Linked DNA regions of Sus scrofa: region 2 is linked to region 1. Evidence: chromatin contacts called from public HiChIP or PLAC-seq data. All regions are on one chromosome and are shown on one strand. The core of a region is the stretch at or near the end of the contact, and the rest is flanking DNA. Distances in the headings are between cores, read along the strand shown. Region 1 holds the start of TAGLN3 (transgelin-3). Region 2 holds the start of PLCXD2 (PI-PLC X domain-containing protein 2).

Evidence for each region. HiChIP or PLAC-seq counts read pairs in DNA pulled down with a chosen protein or histone mark.
Region 2: an H3K27ac HiChIP or PLAC-seq map of skeletal muscle shows a contact between it and region 1, with 3 times the contacts expected there. The contact joins the promoter of PLCXD2 here to the promoter of TAGLN3 in region 1. A contact is called at or near these places in 1 of 5 promoter capture datasets (liver), 1 of 47 Hi-C or Micro-C datasets (heart right ventricle) and 1 of 2 datasets of contacts at active chromatin or transcription factors (skeletal muscle).

The regions. Positions count from the first base shown.
Region 1 is chr13:147,752,787-147,758,894 of Sscrofa11.1, reverse strand. TAGLN3 (transgelin-3) reads left to right here and starts at 4,050. Exons shown (of 4, transcript XM_021070390.1): 1 at 4,050-4,810; 2 at 5,975-6,108. The coding sequence starts at 4,631.
Region 2 is chr13:148,086,255-148,092,185 of Sscrofa11.1, reverse strand. PLCXD2 (PI-PLC X domain-containing protein 2) reads left to right here and starts at 4,420. Exons shown (of 4, transcript XM_003358819.4): 1 at 4,420-5,172. The coding sequence starts at 5,010.

The DNA of each region.
Region 1 (6,108 bases), core at 2,801-5,300:
TAGTCTAGTACGTTGATAGTTATGTCAGTATTCTTTTCTAGTTTCTCCCAAAGTTCTCTCTTTTGTTTTTCTTTCTAAAACCACTCCATGCCATGTATCAGTGACATGGAAATGCTTGAACAGCCAGCAGCCCCTGAATGCCTATTCTCTGGAACACCTGCATGGATTTAAAAGCGGCATGGTTCCTCTAAACAACCTCCGTACCTGCAGTGGAAGGGGATGAGGCCATTGCCCAAGGAGAGGAAGGCTAAGTGCGGTCACAGAGTATTTTTGCTTTTGCAGCACCTGTTGAGCTGAGAGGTGTTTCCAGACATGAGTCTGCACAGTATGTGGTTCTCTGAGCAGCCGATAAAAAGCTCTGTGGGGAGGAGAGGAGGAAAAGGGCTTTGGGCAGGGCTGAATTTATAAAGCACAGAGATAGAGAACAAGGAGAACATTATTTGCCACATAAGCATTCTTAAGGCGGTGGCCAAAGGGGATATGTCGAATTTTCAATACATTTGAAACTTTAAAAAAACAACCAAAAAACTCTTACTTTCTGAAGGAAGGAAGAAGATGGACGGAATTTAGATGTGCATTTTTAAGAGCCCTTTAATTACAGATCTAAAAATCACTTTTTAGTTTAGCAACATGTAATATACATAACTTGGTTTGACGAAAAGATGTGATGTTTTGGTACATTTAGAGAATATACCTAAAAAAAGGCAGGTAATTTTTTTTTTTTAACCAAATGGGTCTTTTGAAGAAACTCTCCTTTCCCATATGGGCTTGCTGTCCCTTTTCTTGAGCTGTCAGCTTTTTATTGACAGGTAAACTTCTACTGGAAAAGTTCAAATCTGGGTTTCATACTGAAGCCTTTCCTGACTCATCCTCATCTCTGTGTCCAAGAAATTCTCAGTAGGTCCTCTGAGCTCTCTCATGAACAACACTCTGCACACACCTTTTTGATAGAACTTACTAGTTTGAAACTCTCAGTTTATGTGCCAACCTCCCTCTGTCAATGGACCATGGAGATCAGAGACTTTGTTCTGACATTCTTGAACCCCAGGCATCCCTGACCAAGCTGCATCATCTTACCCACCTGGTAATGTTAATATTCCTTTCTTTTTTGACCTTGGCTCTCTTCTTAGGCAGCTTATTCACCCTGAGCAACTTCACCCATGTTCCTGGTTTTAACTGCTGCCGGCATGCAGATGATTTAAGTACTTCATTCCAGATTTTTTCCCTTGAGTTCCAGATGCATAAAACCAACTGTCTAATGACTGGGATGGATCATGGCAGCCCTCCCAAATGCAATAAGTCCAAAGCCTGTTATCTTTCCCCCTTAATGTACCTCCCCACCTACAATAATTGGTGAGACCATTACCTCTGTTACTCAAGTCAAACTTATGAGTCATTCTGACATCTCCTTTTTCTTCATCTAAATCAGATCTGATGGTTCATTTTTGCGTAGAAAACACTCAAGCTCATTTGAATGATACCTAAGCCTGGTGGCAAGGCCAGTAAATATTCAACAAGTGGCTGTGGGGTGGGGGGAGGGGAAGCCCCCTGATTTTGTAGCATTTGCCAATATCCATGGCATAAACACTCCAGTCATAGCTGGTTTCAAGCTACCACTGTGACGTTACTGAATATGATAAAGCTGAGAAGAAACCGCCAGTCACAGACTGTTACATAGTATACACACCGTAGAGACAATAAATATAAATATCCTCAAAAATATAGGTAAGAGTAAAATGTAACAAAATAAATTAGGAAGTGTTCCATTTTGAGTATTTAACCTTTGTTTGCAATATAATTTATTTATGTGTAAGTTTATATAACTTAATTGCTTGTAATGGCTGTTTGACACCTGGCTTTCAAAACTTCTGAACATTTAACCCTGGACACTTACAAGCACACTACTTTATAATCTGCAGCCTGCCGGACATTCTGGCTTTATTTTACTTTCTGTGTGTCTCTTCCCTTTCACCCTGTGCTTTGTTGATACTAGAACGTTTTCACCTTCTTAAATAAGCTGCCTTTGCCAGCAATGTTCCCTATCCCTCCTACATCACCCCATCCACCCTGCAAACATCTCACTCCATTCACCAGGCAAACACCTACTCATCTTCCGAGACATAAAGGCATCTCATTTATAAATCCTTTCGCTAATCTCCTACCCCCTTCCTCTAGATATAATTGTACATGAGAATCTTGTGTATATTTTTAGCATGACACCTGGTTGGCATTTGTGTTTACAAGTTTAATTTTGCTATTAGACCATGCTGCAAGTCTTTTTTTTTAAATCTCAGATACACAGACCCATAAAAAAAAGGTTGTTGAAAAAAAAATTATAATATTAATAAGTACTCAGTAAGTGGAAGGTTGAGCCTCTTTCCACTGGCACCATCCAGGGGATCAAATGCTTTTTTTCTCTAAAGACTTCCTGTGGATTTCTGGACTCGACTAACCTATGCCTTGCTTGGACTCTCCCCTTTGCCATTGTATCTCTCCAGAGAATACAGTCATTCTCAAAGAACAGCACATATTTTGTTACAACAGGGAAAAAATCTTTGTGTACAAAAGACCTGCAAGACAGAGTCTGGAGAAAAAAAGAGGAAGGGGAATGTCCATCCTTTAGAATTGTTTCTGGTTTTATATAACAAACTAACATCTTACTTTGGGCAACTACAGCCTGGGAGGAAGTAACATGTTTTCTGTTTGGGCTTCTGTTTTCCTTAGTTCAGACTGGAACTGACCTTATTCCTGCCACCCAAGATGCAACTGAGTGGCTTCCAAAATTCTGCTGACAATGTCACTGCTCTAGACTCTACCCCTGAACTGCAGGTCTCTGGAGCCCATTAGGCTGCCTTTAGAGTTTCTTCAAATGATGGTTCTATGCAGCACCCATACCTGCATTCGTCAGCCCCTTCTCATGATTTTTTCTAAACCCACTGATCTCACAGCTCTGATTTTCTCACAACCTCTTGTCTGCCACAGAGTTCTCTCTCCTATGCTTTCAACTACTGACCACTAAGTCTTTTCACAGGCAAACCACCCACATCTCTCCTAAGTAATTAAATTTTCACGAGTCCAGGCTCCAGCTGGCAGGAGTGTGTTCTCAGTATGTGTATCGTTTGAGGTCATTTCCTGCATAGCTTCTAATCAATTTCCCACAGGGATGAAGATCACTATCCCATGTACTAGAATTGCTTTATGTCATGCTCTGAGTCAATTGGTCAACCTGTTCTAGAGGAAAAAGTTATATTTTCTTTCTCTTCAGCACAGGACTTGGCATGGTGAAATGTTTAAAAAAAATTTTTGCTGAATTACAGAAAACCAAAATGTGTGGTGTTTTCCCCATGAATAGTACCTAGAGCCTTAGACAAGACCATCCTTACCCAAGTGGCTTATAGTCAAGGGAGATGAACTACCAAGGCCTTCAGTGGTTAATTAAAATTTCAGGCTAACTTAGGTCTGATGATTCCTCACACCAATTACTCAGTTACCACTGACAGCCTGTCAGCTGTGCTTTCCTGGTCCTTAATGAAAGAAAATAAACAGATGAAATCTTCAAACTCTAGCAAAACCTTTCACTCTAATAGTTCTTAGCACATGGACCCCCGTTTAATTTATAAAACGTGCCTTCTTATAAGGGCTTTTCCAGACGTTCCTGTCTTTTTATAAGTGTCTGTCTTTTGAGTGAAAAATGGCATTAAAACACTATATAAGTCAAACTGAGGCACAACAGTGTCCCACCAGCATGGAAGTTTCTGGATGAAATCTGACTGGCAGCTGAACAAGTTAATGGTTACAGTTCACGGCCCCACCTCTCCCGCCCCACGGCCAGACACCTGTTCCCTCAAGGCCGGAGGAAAGTGGCTTGGCAACTCCTGACAGATGGACAGCCGACAGAGCGGACCCTCCCCCAGGCCCCATCCCCTGCGCAGCTGTGCGCTGGCCTTGTGTACAATCCGCTGTCCCCCAGAGGAGGGGAAAGAATTGTGAGGCTGAGAAAGAATCTCTCAGCGGGAGGGGAGGTGGGCGGGTGGAGAGCTTGACTGACACAACAGAGGGCTGGTTTTTCTGAGGGCTCTTAGCAACGCCCTGGTTTGACCCTCCTCAGCCCTGAGAAAATCGAATCAGTGTACCATTCTTCCAGGCGCGATGCAGCATCAGCAGCTCAACGTCAAGGGGACCTTCCTCCCTTCCTATTAATTACCTGCTCTTTCGCATCTCGGGGTTCCTACCTTTGCAAAGTGCTCCTGGGAGGAGGGAAGAAACGACCATCACCCTGCCAGCCCCCTTGCTGCCTGGGGCTTCAGGCTTTACTGTGAGTCCTTATACATCATGTCTTCTCACTGATAGGCGGGACTGAGAGGGGGCTTCCAGCCCCCTTGGACCTCCGGGGGCTTTATTCTAAGAGTCACTGGCGCATGGCTGAGCCTTTCTTTCCCGTTTGTAGGTGAAACCCCAGTGGCTTCATTGGCTCCTTGATTTAAACCACGCCCGGCTTTCTGCCCGCTTTGCTGCTGCTGGGTCAGGCGGCCCAGCCCCAGCCCAGCCCCAGCCCAGCCCGTTTGCGGGGAGCCCGGGCTGCTGCTGCTATTGTGTGGATGCCGCGCGTGTCCTCTCTTCTCTTCCAGAGATGGCTAACAGGGGCCCGAGCTACGGCTTAAGCCGAGAGGTGCAGGAGAAGATTGAGCAGAAGTATGACGCAGACCTGGAGAACAAACTGGTGGACTGGATCATCCTGCAGTGCGCGGAGGACATAGAGCACCCACCCCCCGGCAGGACCCATTTTCAGAAATGGTTAATGGACGGGACGGTAAGGCCTGCGGCGATCTTGGTTACTGGGGGCAGTGGGCAGGGAAACCCTTCAGAATCTCTCCTTTTAATGTGAGGCTGCGAGAGGAGCTGTGGCTGCCAGATTCTGAGTCTCACGGGAAGGGGACGGGAATACCTTTATCTCTCCCTGGGGTTGAAGATCTGGGCTCCCTGTACAATTCCCTTGCTGCATGAGAGGACTTCTCATCCATCCCTGACATTGCAGCTTCCTGCTGAGTTGTTGGCAAATTCGAAGCCCTTTTGCTCTTTCCATTGAGAAGAGAGATAAGTATTCCCTTGAGATCTCTCATCAGCTCCTCTGGGGCCATTCCTTCCCCAGAGAAATAGGTTGGTTCCATAGTAAAACAAAGGAAGGGATGGAGGGGGAGGACTAACCACTCACCCATCCCTCCTGGAGCCACACTCCTTGGGATGCTCAATGCCTGTCTGCTGAACGGTTAGATTCTCTTGAAACTAAAGGGAATCCTTATTTGATTCTTAACTGCTTTTCTAAGGAGATGCTCTTATGTGTTGGGGAGGGGAGAGGCGTGACTGGGGACCATAGGCTCTGCTGATTTCAACAAGCCTGTCTGTTCCTGCAGGCTGTGATTTACTGTTACATAACTGCTATTCCACACCTCTGTTGGGTTTTGCCCAGTACTCTGGTTATAGGTATCTGGGAGGAGGATACCCAGTTCATTTCCTTTATACATCATTAGCACTTATCAGATGAGTTACTGAAGCCTGATTCTGATCTGCCTTTGTGATAGAAAAAATAATATTAGAGTATGTCGTTTACCCTACCTGGGAGCCACTAACTCATCTCTCCATTGAAAGTCTGAAATCCTGGCCTCATCAATGCACATCCCCTCTCGTAAACATTCTTTCCTCACCCATAAAGAGGAGGGGAGGAGCAGGGAGGGCAGAGGATTCCCGGGCTCCCAGACTCACTGTAGGAACAGCCCTGAGAATGGAGTCCTGGAGTCTTGGGGTTCAATACAAGAGCTGGCCACCCAGCTTAGAGCCCATGGCTTCCTGGGGTGCAAGATTCGCCCATGCCCAAACCTCTGGGCTGTGCCCCATGGGGACTAGGACTCACTGTGCATTAGGGAGAGATAAATGCAAAGGGAAACGCTGATTTTTGTCTCCTCCTTTCCCTCTGCAGGTCTTGTGTAAGCTGATAAACAGTTTATACCCTCCTGGACAAGAACCCATTCCCAAGATCTCAGAGTCAAAGATGGCTTTTAAGCAGATGGAACAAATCTCCCAGTTCCTAAAAGCTGCAGAGATCTATGGTGT
Region 2 (5,931 bases), core at 3,171-5,670, 330 kb before region 1:
TGTCTCTTCATTTCAGTTCCTCAACCTCCTAGCACCCTCCAGCCAGGAAAAAACAAAAAGAAAAAAATGTGATGAGATGGCACCGTGGAACTCAAAGCATCTTACACTCTCCTACCTCCAGGCAGTGTCTCTGGACCAAACAGTCTGTGAACTAGCCTGGTTTTAGTGCTTTTCAAGGTCTGTTCCGTTCCCATCTAACATACAGACTGGGAGGTAAGATAGCACAGGGTCTAATGTGGGGGCCAGAGTCATTCCCAGCCACAGTATCATTAAGTGTTTCTCCTGAGGCCTCTAGGGTGCCTCTAGTCAAGGAAAATCTAGGCCACACTGCCCTACCAACCACACACTTCCAAATGACAAGCTGTTTAGGTACTTGCTCTGGGGCTATCAGTATTCATTTATGAAATGATTCCAAATGAAACGGACCATCTTAAACATTTCCAAAATATAATGTAGCCTCCAAGAGAGGCAAAGCCTGCAGGTTTTGGTTGCATTTAATAAAAATGAATAAACAATTTGATGAGATTTTTCAAGTGATGAAAATAATTCCAGAGGCAGTCAGGCTGACCACTCGGGTCCTTGGAGATGGGAAGTGGGAACAGGTAGGCAAGCACCATAGTTGAAAAGGCCATGTACTTAGACTTCCTTTTCCAGAGTTCTGCATGTTTTCTCATTTTTTTCTTGCTTAGATAACCTATTTCAATGATTTACCTGAAAGACTGTATATTTCCAATAGTTCTTCATTATGCTGGAGTTATATTCCTAAAATACAATCATTTTACTACCTTTCTCAAAAAGCTGCAATGGTGTCTCTTATCTTTAGGAAAAAAGTCCAAACTCTTTAATGTACTTTGGTCATAAATATCCTTTACCAGGTTTACAATAAAAATAGGTCACATATAATGAGAAACCACTGGCACAATGATCAAGAGATTGGAGTCATAGCCACTAACTAGCTATGAACTTGTGGGCAGAGTTATATAGCCTCTAAGCTTCAGTGTCCTTTCCAAAATGGGAATGGACCAAGTATCTAACTCACTGGGTTCTGGTGAAGGTTCAGTGATAGTAAATGAGTTATGTTTCCCATGTATTCTATGTGCTGCCACGCTTGTGTTTTTTCTGTTTCTCACATCCCCCATTCATTGTCAGCTTTGCTTATACTTGCGTTTGCTTATGTTTTTTCAGCTACATGACCCCTTTCTCATGCCAAAACCCTCCATCCATTTTCCACTTGCAGAAACTTTTCTCAGAACTCCAGACCTAGCTCAAATGCCACCTCCTCTAATAATGCATCCCTGGGCCCATCCTCCATCAAAATGGACACCTCTTTCCTGTCCTCCACTTGCGCCTCTGTTATCCCTTCATTCAGCCTCTCATTACATTTTGTAATTCACATATTTGACTCTCTTTTCTCCTGGGTTATATATTATCTGAGGTCCATCAGATTCAACTTTTATTTAGCTTTTCTTCCATCGCCAGCCTCTATCAAAATGATTTGTACATAATAAACACTCCCTTGGTTGTCATTGTTAATTAAAATTGACTTGATTTAAAATTTCAGTCCTCCTATTTAGTCTATTTTCTGTTTGATAAATTTCATAATATAGTATTAAGAATATATTAACTATCCAAATGGCAACTATTAATTTTTTTAGGGCCGCATACATAGCATATGTTCCCAGGCTAGGAGTCAAATCAGAGCTGCAGCTGCCTGACTACACCACAGCCACAGCAATGTGGGATCTGAGCTGCATCTTCCACCTATACCACAGCTCATGCAATGCCTGATCCTTAACCCACTGAGCGAGGCCAGGGATCGAACTCATGTCCTCATGGATACTAGTTGGGTTCATTACTGCTGAGCCTTGACGGGAACTCCTGTACCTATTCATCTTTATTTTAAAATTAGTTTTTCCAAAGAAATTGTGGTAGAGTATAAAAATTACACTCATAAATTGGTTTCCATTATGTTATATGACAAAACAATTATTCTCTAATTCTTTAGAAATTCTTAGCTGGGACTCTTAATACAAAATTTTTTTATTATAAAAGTAATAAAAGTATTATAAGGCCTTGGAAAAGAGAAACAATGAAATACATATTCTCACCTAGCCATGATGAGCTTGTTTCCTAAGGTGTTTGTTACTCAGTGTGGGCTGCATCAGCTAAAATCATGTTAGAAAAACAGAATCTGGAGTTCCCGTCATGGCTCAGTGATTAATGAATCCGACTAGGAACCATGAGGTTGTGGGTTCCATCCCTGGCCTCGATCAGTGGGTTAAGGATCCAGCGCCTTGAACTGTGGTGTAGGTCTCAGATGTGACTCAGATCCCGCGTTGCTGTGGCTCTGGCGTAGGCTGGTGGCTACAGTTCCAATTAGACCCCAAACCTGGAAATGTCCATTTGCCACAGATGGGGCTCTAGAAAAAGGCAAAAAAACAAAAAAAGAAAAAAGAAAAACAGGATCTCATGCCTATCTCAGACCAACTCAATCAGAACATGGTTGATTTGCACATTAAAGGTTGAAAAGCAGGGCTCTAAGGTACTACCTAGAACCCAGCAGAACACGTTTTATCAAGCATCTCCCTTCTAACAGGTATTTATAGAGCACCTGCTATATGCCAAGACTGTGTTTTCACCTGCAAAATTTCTTCCAGGACCGACTCAAGGTATAGAGAGAGTGTTGCCTTCTTTTGAATGGTTTTCTTAGACAAACCGAAAGCTGTCAGAGGTACAAAACATCTCATTCTGAAGTGGTTCTACTCTTGTTTTCAAGTTCTCACGCAATGATGTCACGAAGTCTAAGGTTTAATGCTTTCTTATTATGCTCCTTCTTTCCATTAAGAGCTGAAAAATAAGGGGAAAAGTCATTGAAATTAGCATTCCACAGTAAAGCTTAAAGAACACATTTTGTTTGCCTTAGGCGGCTTTCATAAAATTTGTGTTTGGTAATTAAAAAAAAAAATTAAGTTAAAGGGAAGCCCAGAAAGATGACATTTCAAAAGTAAATCTTGGGATATTCCTTCATAGTGTGATTTGCGGGTAGAACTGGGGATGAATTTCATTGATTTAAACAGGTAGGTGACATATTCCCACTATGTAGAGCACTACATTGAAGTGCTATTGAAGCATCAGAAGCTCTGTGATAAGTAGTATAGCCTTTCTTTCTATTAACCAAGGCATACTCCTCCAGGAAAAAAAAAAAAAGAAAAACTGGTAATATTACGTAGCTCAAAAGGCTGAAAAGCAGGTTTCAATGAATGTTAATAATAGCCCAGCAGAGGAAATTTAATAAGATGCCAAAAGGAGGCAATAGGCAGCAGGAGTTAGTCCTGGAAAAGTAACTGCATTGCTGCTGTGTAGTTTTACCTAGGACATGGGGTGGGGCCACTGGGCCATTATGTCAGCTGACCTGCAGATCAATCTATACCTATATATAGATTGCAGGTATAGATTGATCTGCAAGTCTTCTGCTGGCACAGGCTGCTGTTTCCTTTTCCCATGAGCCCATCCTGAGCCACTGAAGAGCTGCCTGGCTTGAAGTCCAGGGCCCCACCAAGGTCAGGTTCTTGATTTGCCTGTTTTCCAATTTGTTCCTGTGATTATCACCAACGTGAGACGTTCTCTTAGCATTAGCGATCCTTTGGGTTACAACATGGAAAAGGATCATTTGAAGGTGTAGGGAATGTTGTGGAAAGCAGAGAAATGGGCTGAGCTTGGGGCTCATTCCAAAAATGGAATCTCATTCCAAAATGGGATTTCAAAATAGGCCACCACATGAACTGGTCCCAGAAGGGCCTCTGGCTTTACTGTCTATGAAAAGGGGATCTGATCCGCAACCCTCCCTACTTCTGGGAATGCTGTGAAGAGCAAATGGGACAAAAAATTTGGAAGAAGATTCCAAACAGGCGATGCAAGCATAAAGTATCATTATTTCTTTCTCTGTAGAGGGGTCGTGTGGGTGAATATGAATTAGGTTATGGTGGAGACACAAACCATCCAAATAGGATACACTGCACCTTAGTTTCTTTACCTCTCATATTTCTGCCGCCTCTATGGTTTATAAGGTATGTAATACTCTCTCTGTAAGACAGAGAGAGAGTGTGTGTGTGTGTGTGTGTATTTAGGAGGAAGAAGGAAGAAAGGCTGCGTTTAACATCTGAATGCTGATTCCGTAAAGAAGGCTGTGGAAAGACCTGCCCGACCCTAGACCTGACTGGGCCCAAGCGTGTTGGTTTGCCTGCCTGCAGTTCCTATGGCAGTGGCTGGCTACGCGCAGAAGGCGGGAGTAACGCAGGGGGTAGGCCGGGCAGCGGAGGGGTGGGCGCAGCTCGAAGGGGCAGCCCGGGAGGGCGCGGGCCAATCGGAGCGCCCTCCGTCAGCGACCAATCACTGGCCGCCTCGCCCGGCAAATCTGCCCGGCAGTGCGGGGCGGGGCTGCCGGGAGTCCTGGTGCCGCCGGTTACACTTCTGAGCGCCTTCGGAAGCCACAGGGTAGGGGAACCTGTGCGGAGGAACCGGGGAGAGGTAGCAGGCAGGCCCAGCTTATGTGCCAGCCCAGTGACACACACAGAAGCATAAGTCAGGCTAAGGATGGTGCGTCCGGGCGCTCACGTGTGTATTACAGAACCACCGGCAGGACTATTTGCGATGTGGGCACCTGTCGTGTGAGTGCCTCCGGGCGTGGTTGCTCATGGGACGTTCAGTTTTTGCATGATTTATTTCGAGGGGCCTACCTTCCTCTGGCGTCAGAGGAGGAACCTAAGAAGTTTAGCGGAGCCGGGTTTCAGCAGATTAAGGGAGTAGAACAGCGGCTGGGCCAGAGAGGGTGGGGACTGCAGGTGCTGGGGGCTAGGGAACCACCTATTTGCCCCGTCTCCCCACCTGAAAGGCCTTTTGAGCAGGCTAGCGTGACAAAGGTGGCCCTAAAATGCTCGAGAGCCCGGGCAATGATGATCGCTGAGTGAGTGGCACTGGGCTGAGCCTCAGCAGTTGACTGACAGAGAGGGATGCTAGCAGTTAGGAAGGTTAGGAGGAAACTCAGGATGGGGACCATCTGCTCCCCCAACCCCAGCGGGACAAAGACATCCTTGGAGGTCTGCAATGCTGACTGGATGGCCTCACTCCCTCCTCACCTCCACAACGTACCCCTTTCCCATCTGGCAATCCCAGGTATTCTTCTATTCCTACTTGTTCCCACTGTGTTTGCTTCTGCCATTTTAGTGTTGTTAATGGGTTGGGCTGCATTTCCATTGTGCTGAGAAAGTAATTGTCAGTGACCTTAACTAAACCGCTTTTTATTTCCAACCAAAAACTTAACACTGATGCGGCTGCTGTAAAGAGATTTAAGTCCTCTGCATCATTGGACTTAAGAGGACTCAAGAGAACAGAAGCACCATTTTTTGTTTGTTTGTTTGGGTCTTTTTGTTTTGTTTTTACTTGAAAGCCTCATTCTAAGAACATTAACTTCTTAATTGTGGGACCAGGGTCTGTAAGAGGTTCGTTTACTTGAAATCACTCAAAAAGGAGATATCAAGGGTAATGAATATAAAGTCATTAACAATTTTAGATCTGGATCAAAATTAATACTGTAGGGTATTTCCTTTCTCATTTATCTGACCTTGCCTAGTGGGGAGAGAAACAAAAAATGGATTAGCATTAAGAATAGGTTCAGAACCAGGACTGAGTATAAAAACACATATTTTTGTTGCTGAAAAAGCCAGAAATAGAGAATGCAGGTGCTCATCACAGGCAGTCATTAGGTGTGATAAGGTGGTGGTGTTTGAAGCTTTGTCTCTCTATGTATATACACAGATGTCTGCCTGGCTGATCTAGAACTGAAGCCTTGAAAAGCACTTCTGCACCAGCCACTTTTCCGCTCCTGGGGGTTTTGTACCATGACATCACTCTCATTAGATTTGTTAAATGTGT